3 separate regions of the Rattus norvegicus genome follow, and regions 2 and 3 are each linked to region 1. Evidence: chromatin contacts called from public Hi-C data. All regions are on one chromosome and are shown on one strand. The core of a region is the stretch at or near the end of the contact, and the rest is flanking DNA. Distances in the headings are between cores, read along the strand shown.

What was found. Hi-C and Micro-C count contacts between places; a contact is called where the count stands out from the background.
Region 2: a contact with region 1 is called in a Hi-C map of liver, with 6 times the contacts expected there. The contact joins two enhancer-like sites. A contact is called at or near these places in 2 of 12 Hi-C or Micro-C datasets (kidney and liver).
Region 3: a contact with region 1 is called in a Hi-C map of liver, with 2.5 times the contacts expected there. The contact joins the promoter of Zbtb20 here to the enhancer-like site in region 1. A contact is called at or near these places in 3 of 12 Hi-C or Micro-C datasets (hepatocytes, kidney and liver) and 1 of 1 datasets of contacts at active chromatin or transcription factors (oligodendrocytes).

The regions. Positions count from the first base shown.
Region 1 is chr11:70,977,742-70,981,600 of GRCr8, reverse strand. The region is part of intron 4 of Zbtb20 (zinc finger and BTB domain containing 20); the gene reads left to right. All of the region lies in intron 1 of LOC120095546 (a long non-coding RNA gene), which reads right to left. Among named protein-coding and RNA genes, the nearest start is that of Zbtb20, 320 kb to the left of the region's middle. Within about 2 kb of position 2,105, at least 33 of the 93 cell types and tissues checked have an H3K27ac peak or open chromatin away from gene starts, as enhancers often do. A contact at or near this core is called in liver, where this site is marked.
Region 2 is chr11:71,365,944-71,369,802 of GRCr8, reverse strand. No RefSeq gene overlaps it. Among named protein-coding and RNA genes, the nearest start is that of Zbtb20, 71 kb to the right of the region's middle. Within about 2 kb of position 2,227, at least 2 of the 93 cell types and tissues checked have an H3K27ac peak or open chromatin away from gene starts, as enhancers often do. A contact at or near this core is called in liver, where this site is marked.
Region 3 is chr11:71,294,946-71,298,804 of GRCr8, reverse strand. Zbtb20 (zinc finger and BTB domain containing 20) reads left to right here and starts at 1,766. Exons shown (of 11, transcript NM_001105880.2): 1 at 1,766-1,842.

The DNA.
Region 1 (3,859 bases), core at 856-3,355:
GCCTATATTGTTTGCTTACTTGCTTTAACCATACCTGCCATTTTTTCTTTCTGTTACCTCGGGCTGTCAGCCTGGAGATACCATAGTATCTATCCTAGATTTATTTATAGGACTACATGTACATTCACTCTTAAATGCAAAACTATCTAAATTTCCTAGTTTAAAAATATTATTATAAATGCTATATGTGACTATGTAACTGTGACATAATAAGACTTTGGTAGATATTTAAGATTTAAGATTTTAGTGTATATCCAGTTTACTACTTGTGGAGTTTTTGTTAAATGAAAATTGAAATAGGACCTACCTCAATTTTTCTGATGATTAAATGAGGTGCTTTTCTGAATATATGCTTATATGAAATTCTTACATCAGTCACCAACGTATAGGAAGTACTCAATAGCCTTAATTACCATTATTAATAAGTGTTACATAGACAGTACAAGCTTGATAAGTATGTAGTGAATGGATAAATGAACTATACAATTCTCTAAATGGCTATGTATAACTGAGTTATAAGTTTGGTATTCTGGAAGCTTCTTTACATTCTGAATATCACATGAAACAAATGTCCAATAGCACTGAGAATGTCATCCAGTTTCCAAGAGGATTTACAAGCTGTGGTTGCCATGTTAGGATAGACCATTTCCACCCCATCCAACCTCCTACCATGTGCAACCCTTTGTAATGCATAGCATATGATCTCTTCTTAGAAGTTATCTGTGACCACTAAGTAAATACAGTTTCTCCTTCTTATAATAGTCATGCAAATATGGTTTATCTTCTGACACAGTACAAACAGAAGTGATTGGGCGTGAGTGTAAGCATTTGGTGAACAAAAGACAAGTGAGCAGGAAAACAGGAAAAGGCAGTGTGTGCTCCTATGTCCTCTTCTGGCCTGGGATCCCAGGAGTACATTGACAGTGAAGACAGCACACACTGTTTGTGCCTGTGTTGGGGATGCCACATACCATCTTGATGATGACAGGCATCATGGTTCGAGAAGGACTTTGTTCCTTAATAGATTTGTTTTTAAATCCTGAGCTGTTTACTATCTAAGGCACTTATCTGAAATTACTATGCACTAAATCCCTCAGTTCCTAGAACTGCTAATCTAGTCTAATCTATTCTAGTAATAGTTTTAGAAAAGGTTCAAAGGTTTGCCTGTGTGTAGAATGTTCTTCCTACCACTCCATATAGTTCTCCTGTCATGTCTAAGGGCCCTGTTTCATGCTTTCCTGTATGTGCTATATACAGTGCTCTGTTTAGAGGTGAATGTTTTCTTTTAGGCTGTAATGATTAAATTATAAACTTCTTGAAGACAGAGCCTGTGCCTTAGTCTCGCAGTGCTGGTATGATCCAGTTTCTGATACCGAAGAGATTCTCAATAAGTATGTATCTAATAAATTAATGAATTTGCCTTTACACACATCAGATAAAGGGCATGACTATAATCTCCTCTGTGTTTTTGGTTTTCTCCAGTGCGTGTGAGCATTTTGAAATTGACTGTGGACATGCTAGTATGCTTCTGACTTCTCTACCTGCTTTCAGAGATATTTTCTAATTGTCGAAAAGACATATTTTGCTACCATTGGCCGTTTTCCTTTCTGTTTTGTTTCGTGTGCCTCTGTTTACTCTGACATATCTTTACAGCAGGGCTCAAGTGTGCTGTCCTTGAGTGATTGCATGATGGAACCACGTGGAAAAGTGCTCTTAATTCTCACTTTTGTTTGCACGTTACCTGCTTTGTTGCTTTGTTCGAGTGCTAGCATCGATATGTTTTTAAAAGATACATGGACTGTGACAGCAAGCTGAGAAAGTCGGGTTTTTGTTTTGTTTTTCAACCAAAATTCTTAGGCCTTAATATAATATGTGAGGCATAGCTAAGAAGTGAATAAATGTGCCCGACCTGAACAAACGCTCCAGTGTTGCTTTACTGTTTTGAGGTCTGGGCCTGAGAATCTTGTTAAAAGCTAACTGAAATGTCCAGTATCGCCCAGCCTAGCAAAAGAAAATCTGACACTCGCAACTTGTACTTCTGTGTTCCAGGCTGTTACACAAGCTCACTGAGAAGTGCTGTATATGTCTGATTTCTCAACTTCACCTGCAGTAAACTTGTGCAATCCTAAGGCTAGAGACCTCCTTTGTAAATGTTGTCGGCCCAATAACGGTGTTGGCACCCGGGAGGCCCTAGCAGATAAAAGTGGAAGAGCATGTGGCTTCCACCTGAATACAAATTGATGGACATAGCATGGTAATTCAGCTGCAATGTCCCTATCCTGTAATCTGAAAGTCTGAGTAGATGTGTTTACAAACGGCATCTGAATTCTCCCACCCCTCTACACCCCCACTCCACTGTGTTTTTAGCGCCCTGAATTACAGCCATCCTGCATCGTAGTCTCACTGTGTTATTTGTGAAAATGGTCAGCATGAGGAATTATTAATTAAAGCTAACAAATCACCCTGACGAGCTGTGCCCTGGCATGGCTGAAGGTTGATTGGCGAAAGTGTTCTCCTTTAGAGAAAAGACTTTTTGTGCTCGTGACGCAGTCAGGGACAGATTATTGAATATGCAAGTTAGAAGAAAAATCACAGGACAAGCAAATTGAGTATTTACTGGCAAATAATTGCGCTCTTAAGCTGTGGCTCTCTTCCTAAATTCTTAACATTCCCGAGGGTTAGAAAGAAACACAGAAAAAAAATGCATCGGTACAGAGTTCATTTCAAAAACACACATAGACTGATGTTTGAGGCTCTTGCAGGTAAGTGTGATTGTGTATGCATGGGAAGTGAAAGACCAAGCAGAAGATGAGAGCATGGCTGTGAGTCTGGTGAGTTGTTTATGGGAATACAGCTCAGCGTATTTCTAAGTTGAGAATTTAGTTTCCGTGCTGCATTTATTGTGAAAGTGAGAGTCGAGAAAAGGAAAGGGTGTTTTCTCAAGTTGTTTGTCTTTATCAGCAAAAAAAAGTGAATGTTTTGTCCCAAAAATAGTTTCCATTTTGCTCAGATATTTGTGACTATGTACAAAACGATGACTGGATTTAAAGATCTGTTGTTATTTTCAACATTGTTAATTATGATGTGTCTTAACAGTGTCCCAAAAACATGTGGGTAAAACTATTGCATTTATTTTTAAAAGTAAACACTGTTTTACATTAGGACCTAGCTAGTCCTTGTTGAAGTTTCCACAGGATCATTAAAGTTTTGAAGTAGTTGTTAGGCTTCGAGCCCTTATAGTAACCAAAGTGTTCGGGGTGTGTGTGTGTGTGTGTGTGTGTGTGTGTGTGTGTGTGTGTGTGTGTGTGTGTGTGTGTGTGTGCTTCATCTGGAATGTTGCTCAAACTCCTAAGTTTTAAGGTCATTGTAAGATATAAGAAACAACTTTAATGCCTTTTTCAAAACTAAATGTAACACATGAAAATATATACATGAAGGCTCATGTATAAAATGTAGACATTAAACAGAGATGCTATTTTTTTATACGTGCAGTTAGATTATGTGAACAGCATCCAGAAATATGTGTATGTACTGGGGATAGATTACATTTTCTTTGAAAACTTAGAAAAGGTGCTGTCATCGACAACAAGCTGTTTTTGAAATGAGAATAATTGGCTGGCGAAATAGCATTTTAGGCTCATAATAACTACGAGTAGCTTGGATTTAAAACAAAGGCATAAATATAATTTAGACTAAATTAACTAATTAATAATTGCAAAGTGCTTTAACAATAAAACATCGACATGATAGGAATAGGAGTAGGAATAATAAAAATGGAAAATCCAGCAGTTACACAGAAATTAACCGGAGTCAACTACATTAGCTTTCAGAAACTCACAATTTTTTTTTTTTTGGTTCT
Region 2 (3,859 bases), core at 978-3,477, 390 kb before region 1:
AAGGCTACAAGAAACTCTTAACTAGTAACAAGAAAATAAACAGCCCCATTTAAAAATATAATAGCTAGCATACACACACATACACACACACACACATTCAACATTCTATCAATAAGATATCAATTAAAACTACAATGTAACAGCAACTCATATTGATCTGTTAGACTATGTATCAAAAAGACTTTCATCATAATTTTAACAATGACATGTAAAAAATGAAATTCTTATACATTGTTAGTAGTAGTATTATAAAAACAGAACATCCTCAAAAAACTAAGAATTATCATGTTATGATCTGGCAATCTCGCTACTATCTGTATATGGAAGGAACTAAGATCAGTAAGTCAGTATGCTGAAAGATGTCTGCATTTACATGCTCATTGCAGAATGATGCATGATAGCCAAGCACAGAAATAGACCAAGTGTCCATCAATGTATAAACAGACATTACAATGTGGGACTTAGACACACAATGGAATAGTGTTCAGCCTGAGGAAAGAAAATTTCATCGTTTGCCAACATGAAGCGAATGAATCTGAAGAATATTATGTTAAGTCAAAGAAGTCATCCACAAAGAAATGTGACGTTTGTTCTCATCTGTGGTAGATAAAAGTAGCCAAACTTGTAGCTAGTAGAATAGTGATTACCAAAAGGAGTTGGAGAGGCAGGGCCAATGAGGCATCGGCCAAGAGTATAAAGAGTGAGTTGTGGGGAGAGGGGTTGGAGAGATAGCTTAGCAGTTGAGGGTATCTTACAGAGAACTGGGGTCTTACTTCCAACACCCACATGGTGGTTCACAAACATCTATAACTCTATGTCTAGGGGATCCAATACCATTTTTTTTTTTACCTCCATAGGTACCAAGAATACACATAGTGCACATGACATACATGCAGGCAAAACATTCACATGTAAGATACAGGGAATACAACTAAATTCTAAAAGTGAGTAAGTCCAGTGTTGTATTGCTCTGAAGAGGTCTATAATTAATAATGCATTGTTGTAGGTTTCAAAATAGCTGTGAAAGGATACTGAATATCTTTATCACAAAAATTATGCTTCCAATAATAGGTATGCTAAATTCCATGATTTGATCATTTCACAGTGTAAACATGTAACAAAACATCAAATTGCACCTCGTACTTGCTATTTACCCATTGAAATTAAAGTTAAATAAAAATATGATATACCTGCAAAAGGAAAATTACTCAACAACCAGAGAGAAAACCACTAATACATGCTACAGTTAGGATAAGGTCAAAGTATATGCTAAGTAGAAGGCACCATGCCTTAAAGACTGTATATTATTTTTATTCCTACGGAATACCCATAATGGTAAAATTTTAGGCAGAATATTATTTTCTATGGCTGGAAGTATGGATTCAAACACTGCAAGTGGGCACAGGAGATGGTATCTAAAATGGGTTGCAGCCATTAATTGCACAACTTTCTAAGCTTAATAAAGGCCATTGGATGGTCTACTTTGAATGGGTATATTTAAGGTACAAGAATTATACTAAGGTTTTGAAAGAGGATAATATTTGTATCTGGTTTGCCAGCTCTTGCTTCTCTGTGTTCAGATGACCAGTTACATACCATTTAGGATTATTTTAATTTCTGAGAAATAAAATACACTTTTGTATATTGAATTAAAATTATTTAGGCAAGACTTCCTATTCTTCCTATTAAAAAATAAAATTATCATTGAATGTGTTTCTTATAATTTCATAACCTAATTTCATGGTGTTTTGAATTTAAGACAAAAAAGTTTAACAACTGAGAATGACATACAATCCTAAATTTTATGAGAGGATTACTTATATATAGTTCCACAATATCTTAATTAGTGATGAATTATCTTGGTTCTTAGGAAATACGTGACCTATATGTTCATAAACTTAGTCTAGCAAACCAATGTTTGCTTTGTATGAACTAAGCCTATGATTTTGTTTTTATATTCCATGAACTGGATTATTCTTCCTTTAAAATTGTTGTTTTTCTTTAAAATAAATGGACAATGTACTTTTTTTTAAAGTTCCAAAATTATCTTATTTGTTAAATCAGACAATCTTTTAAATGTAGATTTCATTTTGGAGTAATTTTTTATTTCTGCCAGCAGGTGGAACCCTTTAGATTTATTTTTTTCTCAGTGCTAGATAAACTGACTCTCTGTGAGCCATTTTAATTTTTAAGAATAGCTTCATCTAACGTTTGTTTCTGCAACAGAATGAGTATGCAAGAAGAGTGAACATATATTTCCTACAAAATTTCATCATTAATGGAACTCACATGAATATATTTAATTGATCTTACAACTTCACAGACTCTTGATCAAATTACACTGGTCAAAGTGTAAGTTCTCAGGATGTTCTATGTACCCCGGAAACAACTAATCTAAAGGAGCCTCCATTCTGTAGAATAAGTGTTTGCAAATATTTTATGTAGTAATTGTTTACATTCAATAAGGCTTGATGTCTTTATCCAAACTATCTATTACTACAGTGGTTTAAAAACACCCACAGATAACGTGTGGGCAGGTTTGGTCTTTGGACCATGGTATTTACTCTTACCCCTGCTCTTGACCAGAACGTCCTGAACTTGCTTGTGTATCTGAATCAGCAGGATATTTTAAATTTTAGATAGCAAGGTCAGTTCTTCTGAGCTGATGACTAGGCAGATCCCTGGAAGGACTTGAAGATATGTTTCACTAATAAGTTTCTAAGTGGTGCTGATGTTGTTGGTTCCAGGTACAGACTTTACCCTGGAAACCGTACTTTATGCCATATCAGCATTTCTGCTGCTATTTGTTTGTTTATTCTCTCTCTCTCTCTCTCTCTCTCTCTCTCTCTCTCTCTCTCTGTGTGTGTGTGTGTGTGTGTGTGTGTGTGTTACATGAATGTTGCTACTCAGAAGAGGGCATTGGCTTCTCTGAAACTGGAGTTACATGGAGTTACAGGTGGTATTGAACTGCCTGATGTGGGTACTGAGAATGGAAGCCAGGACCTCTGGAAAAGCAGCAAGTACTTGGAACGACTGAGTCATCTCTCCATGGCCCTGACGCTTTATTTCTAGAATATTCTTTAAACAGGTAGAATAGATATCAAAGCATGAGCTTGCAATATTTCCTAAAGAGACAATTTACGAAGTAATAGATTGGGTCAAAGGGAAGTAAGACTTTATATTGTGACATACACAGTTCAATTATCAGCATCTATTAGAGGAGTGTCATATTTTTTTTAATTAAAAATGATGCTATAGAAAATACCTCTTGCAGACACTCACAGGCTGAAAATGTGTTGACATTAGTATGAGAAGGTGAGAAAAGAATCACCCACCACTGCTTTCATCCTGACACAACCCTTATATTTTAATGCATGTGTTTACATAGCTAAGATCATATTACAATTTACCTTCGAAATATGTTTTCTAAAGTGTAGTGATCAGAATTGCTACCCTTATAATTAAATACTACTTGTAAACATAGCTTTAATAGATATGTAATTTCCATTACATATAAGTATATTTTAACAACTGTGACTACCCCTTCCAAAATTCTTGGATAGTTCTGTCTCGGTGTTTATTAGAAATAATCTTCCAATGAACATTTTGGTGCATAAACATGTCTTTATGTGAGATTTCTTTCAAAACCCACAGAAATGTCATTACTGATATTTTTAAGGGTCATTGTGTATATTTAAGATGTCATGATTATAATCTTATCCTTGGTGCATCAGAAGAACAGCTACACTACATCCTGTTCAGTACAAGCCATTTTCACTAATTTTCTTTGTTATACACACTTATGACTGGCTTAATTTCTCAATTATTTGATGATAAATCTCCATTTTCTCTTTGTGTC
Region 3 (3,859 bases), core at 517-3,016, 320 kb before region 1:
TTTCCCTAATTCAACCACAGGGTCAGCAGCTTCTGTCCACTGGTTGGGTGCACATATCTGCATTTGATTCTGGTGCTTGTTGGGTCTTTTGGAGGGCAGTCATGATAGGTCCCTTTTTTTATGGGCACCCCTTAGCCTCAGTAATGGTGTCAGGTCTTGGAGCCTCCCCTTGAGCTGGATCCCTTTTGGGTCTGTTGCTGGACCTTCTTTCCCTCAGGCTCATCTCCATTTCCATCCCTGCAGTTCTTCCAGACAGGAACAATTATGGGTCAGAGTTAAAAGGTTGGTTTTACAGATAATATATTTAAGGTCACTGGTATCAAAATATAGCATTGGAATAAGTTGAATGTACCCTTTACCTTTCATTTTGTGTGTGTGAATTCCTTTAGAAAAATTTACTCTAATATTTTTTAATGCATACAAATGATATAGTCCAACTATATAGAAAAATATTAAGGAAGATGGGTACAGATACAATACTCAGATATAGTTTGGTGCATCAGGAGTTGTTTTGAAAAAAAAAAATGAGGGACTTCCAACCAGTCCTGTTTTCTGATGTTCGTCGTCCTACAGCTGAAAATATATCTCCACTTTAGAAAAGGCACCCGGGAGTAAGCAAAGGCCATGAGGAGCATGTGGTGGGATCAGTAATATAATTAGCACTATTTTCCTGGAGCTAGTGTGTGTGAAAATTGGGTTAAAGGTATAGTATAAAGAGTTTCCTTTTTTTTTTTTCAAGGAAGGTTTATTTAAAAGCACCAGTTTTAGTTTTTATTTCCAATAAAAGATGAAAGGTTATTTACTGCAGTTTCAGATCCATATTCTAGGAAACTCTGTCTCGCTTGAGTGGTAACTCCTAATGGTTTATTTCTCTGGTATACTATATATTAAATGCATTGCACCTGTTCATACAGACTGCCTTGCATTGTGTTTGTGTAGCTGGATGCCTCAAACAAGAAACCAGGCTGCTTTCTTCTAGGGTACTAGCCTATTAGCAAGTTAATTAGACTTAATTCTGTTTTGTCTTACAGTTTTGTTTATGGTCTTGGTTTATTTACTGAACAGTGATTTCTTCTTTGCAGTTATCAGTTTTGTCTGAGATCAGTTTTCCCATTGTAAGGAGTCTGCTTCTTACAGTCTCCTTTAAGACTGCTCTGACTTTAAAATCATTACTAGGCTTTTGTCAGAGCAGATTTGTTGACATTTTTCTCACATTCAAAAAATAAATTTGAAAGATTGCACAAATAAGCTATGTAATTCCTTATTTCCTGCTAATATGCAAAAATGTATTTATGATAATTACACACGTACTGTGTGCCAGAGCTGAAACAATACATTCCTCATAATGGAGCATAAATAAAGAAGGTGGAGCCAGCTGCTCTTAAACTGTTTATTTGCAAGCACTAATGCTATAGAGACTATACCTTTCCACTCTGTTAGTCTGCCCATACTGAACCTGTTGCTGCATTAGACGAGTTGCATTTTCCTGGATAGGGGAAGGAGGGCTGTCTGCTGTCTGGTAGGAGGGCTTTGTCTGTGCCTTTCTCTCTCTCTGTTTCTGTTTTTCTTTCTCTCTCTCCTTCTCTTTCTCTCTCACTGGCTTGCTTGCTCTGTCTCTGTCTTTCTCTCTCTCTCTGCCCCCCCTTTCCCTCCCTCTCTCTTGCTCTCTCTCTCTCTCTTCCCGTCTCTGTGGTTTGTAAGGTAGGTTGCAGTGTGTGTATATACACAACATCAAGAGCAGGAAAATGGACTCATTAGGGAGGCAGGCAGTCATTACCACTCACACTGTACTTCCAGGGAGACACCGGTTATGAGAAGAGAGACTCAGCGCTGGGGAAGAAGGTAGGGCAGACAACTTTCATAAAAACAACCCTGCCTCCTCAGTCCCCCTGTGTTTATCATCTTATTTAGGCCACAGTGCTTTTAGGCTTGCTTTCTTGAATTTTAATTTCTGTATTTAAATTTGACAGAGCTAATGCTAGCTTGAAATTTGGAACATCTATAGGAGGCCTACCCTCTACTAATTTTCTTAATTATTTAAGGGTGTGACCTTGTGATTTAGTTTTATTAGTTTAAAAATAATTACAAACAAACCTATTTTTCTTACTAAAGTAATGAGTAAATCAGAATCTTTCACTCTTAAAACAAACTCCTCCGTATGTTTGTCTCTTTGCTTTTCTCGTCTGTTTATGCAATTCCATCTGTCTGTCTATATATCATGTTGTCCTTATTTATTGCTAACTGGATTTTGTTAGTTATTTGCCAGTGAGTTTTAGCTGCAGTGCCAGTGTGGGTACTACCAAAATGAGACTCTTGTTCTTTGTTTTACATTGAAGTTTAAAGTCCATGTTTACAGTATAAATCCTCGAAGCAGGTTGCATACTTTATATCAGCATGTTTATTTGATGTCATTGGACATAAGGTGAGGGGTAGCCCCTGAGGGTGGGCAAGCATCAAGTAACTATTTTTTGCTAGTACACAAGTAGAAATTTGCATCAGGGGGGCGATAGTTTGAAAGAAATTGGGGCTGTTTTCTAACATTTTATTTTCTAGGTAGATTGTTGCATTTATATGGATATTACTGGGGTTAGTAAGAACACAAACTTTCTTACCAAGAAGTTTTTATCCTGGGACAGTTTCCTTTTAGTATGTTACTGCTTGTTTATGCTTGGGGAGGGAGGAGTGGAGGCTGGACTTTTTAAATTTTTTTTTTAACAAAGTGGAAGCTATGGAGTATATCAGGCCATTTTGTGCAACAACTGTAAGTATTCCCTTAACATATTTGCGTCCATAAATAATGTACTTGTTATTACAAATATGTCTGTGAGGGTTTTCTTTTCTTTTTCTTTTTTTTTTTTCTTTTCGTGGTGGAAAAAAGTTATGCTTGGAACTAGCTTACATTGTTGAGGAATTTTCTAGAATAGTGCTTTTTAAAAATTTCAGGGAGTAGTTAAATAAGATGGATTTGAAGTATACTTTTAGGTAGACTTTTATTTAGGTTTGTACAAAAGTAAAACTTTTATTCAGCTGATTAAATGTAAGTCAGACAGTGAGGCACATAAATGTTTTCAGAATATGCACAAGCAGTGGTAGAAAATGAATGCTGATCTGTGGAGATCTTTGATAATAACAATCACCTTTTTGTAATACATTATTTATTTACTATAAGTGGCAGACTCTCCCCCGTTAATTCCATTAGGCCTCTCTGACAACACAAAGAAGTCCATAAAGCAATATTCTTAACCCACCTGGGACACTAGAGCAGACTCCACAACACATTTTCAAGGTTCAAATCTAGTAAAGCGTTTATTCAGAATCCATTATTATGGGAGGGTAGTGAACTTTTGCTGTTAAAAGTCTTCTTTGCCCCTTCTTTTAAAAAATTATACTTAGATTTTATTTTACTTTTGTTTCTCCACTGTCTTTTTAGCTGTTAAGGCCAGCCTTGACCAGGAGCAGTACAAACTCAAAGTGCATTCAGTCAGGCCCTCTCAGAGATTTATTATTATTATTAAAGGGCCAAGACAAGTTTGAGGGAGGCTTTAGGAAATGTGTATTAATACTGCGTGTGCATAGTTGGTGTTTTGAATAATTTTTTTTTCATTTCAGACTATGATCTAAAAAGTTGTTTCAGACTAGGTCAGAAGTGTGTCTATGTCATACACCTGTTATTTTTGGTATTATCTCTTGAAGAATTAGCTAAGATGCTCTTTTAGATAAAAGAAATCTTTCAAACAGATTGTTTGACCAATCATTATTTTGTGCGTGTTTATTTTGTGGAAATATTATTGTGTATTTATGTATATAATTCAAATTTATTTGGATCAAAGAATCATAGATGCATTGCTGATAGAATTTT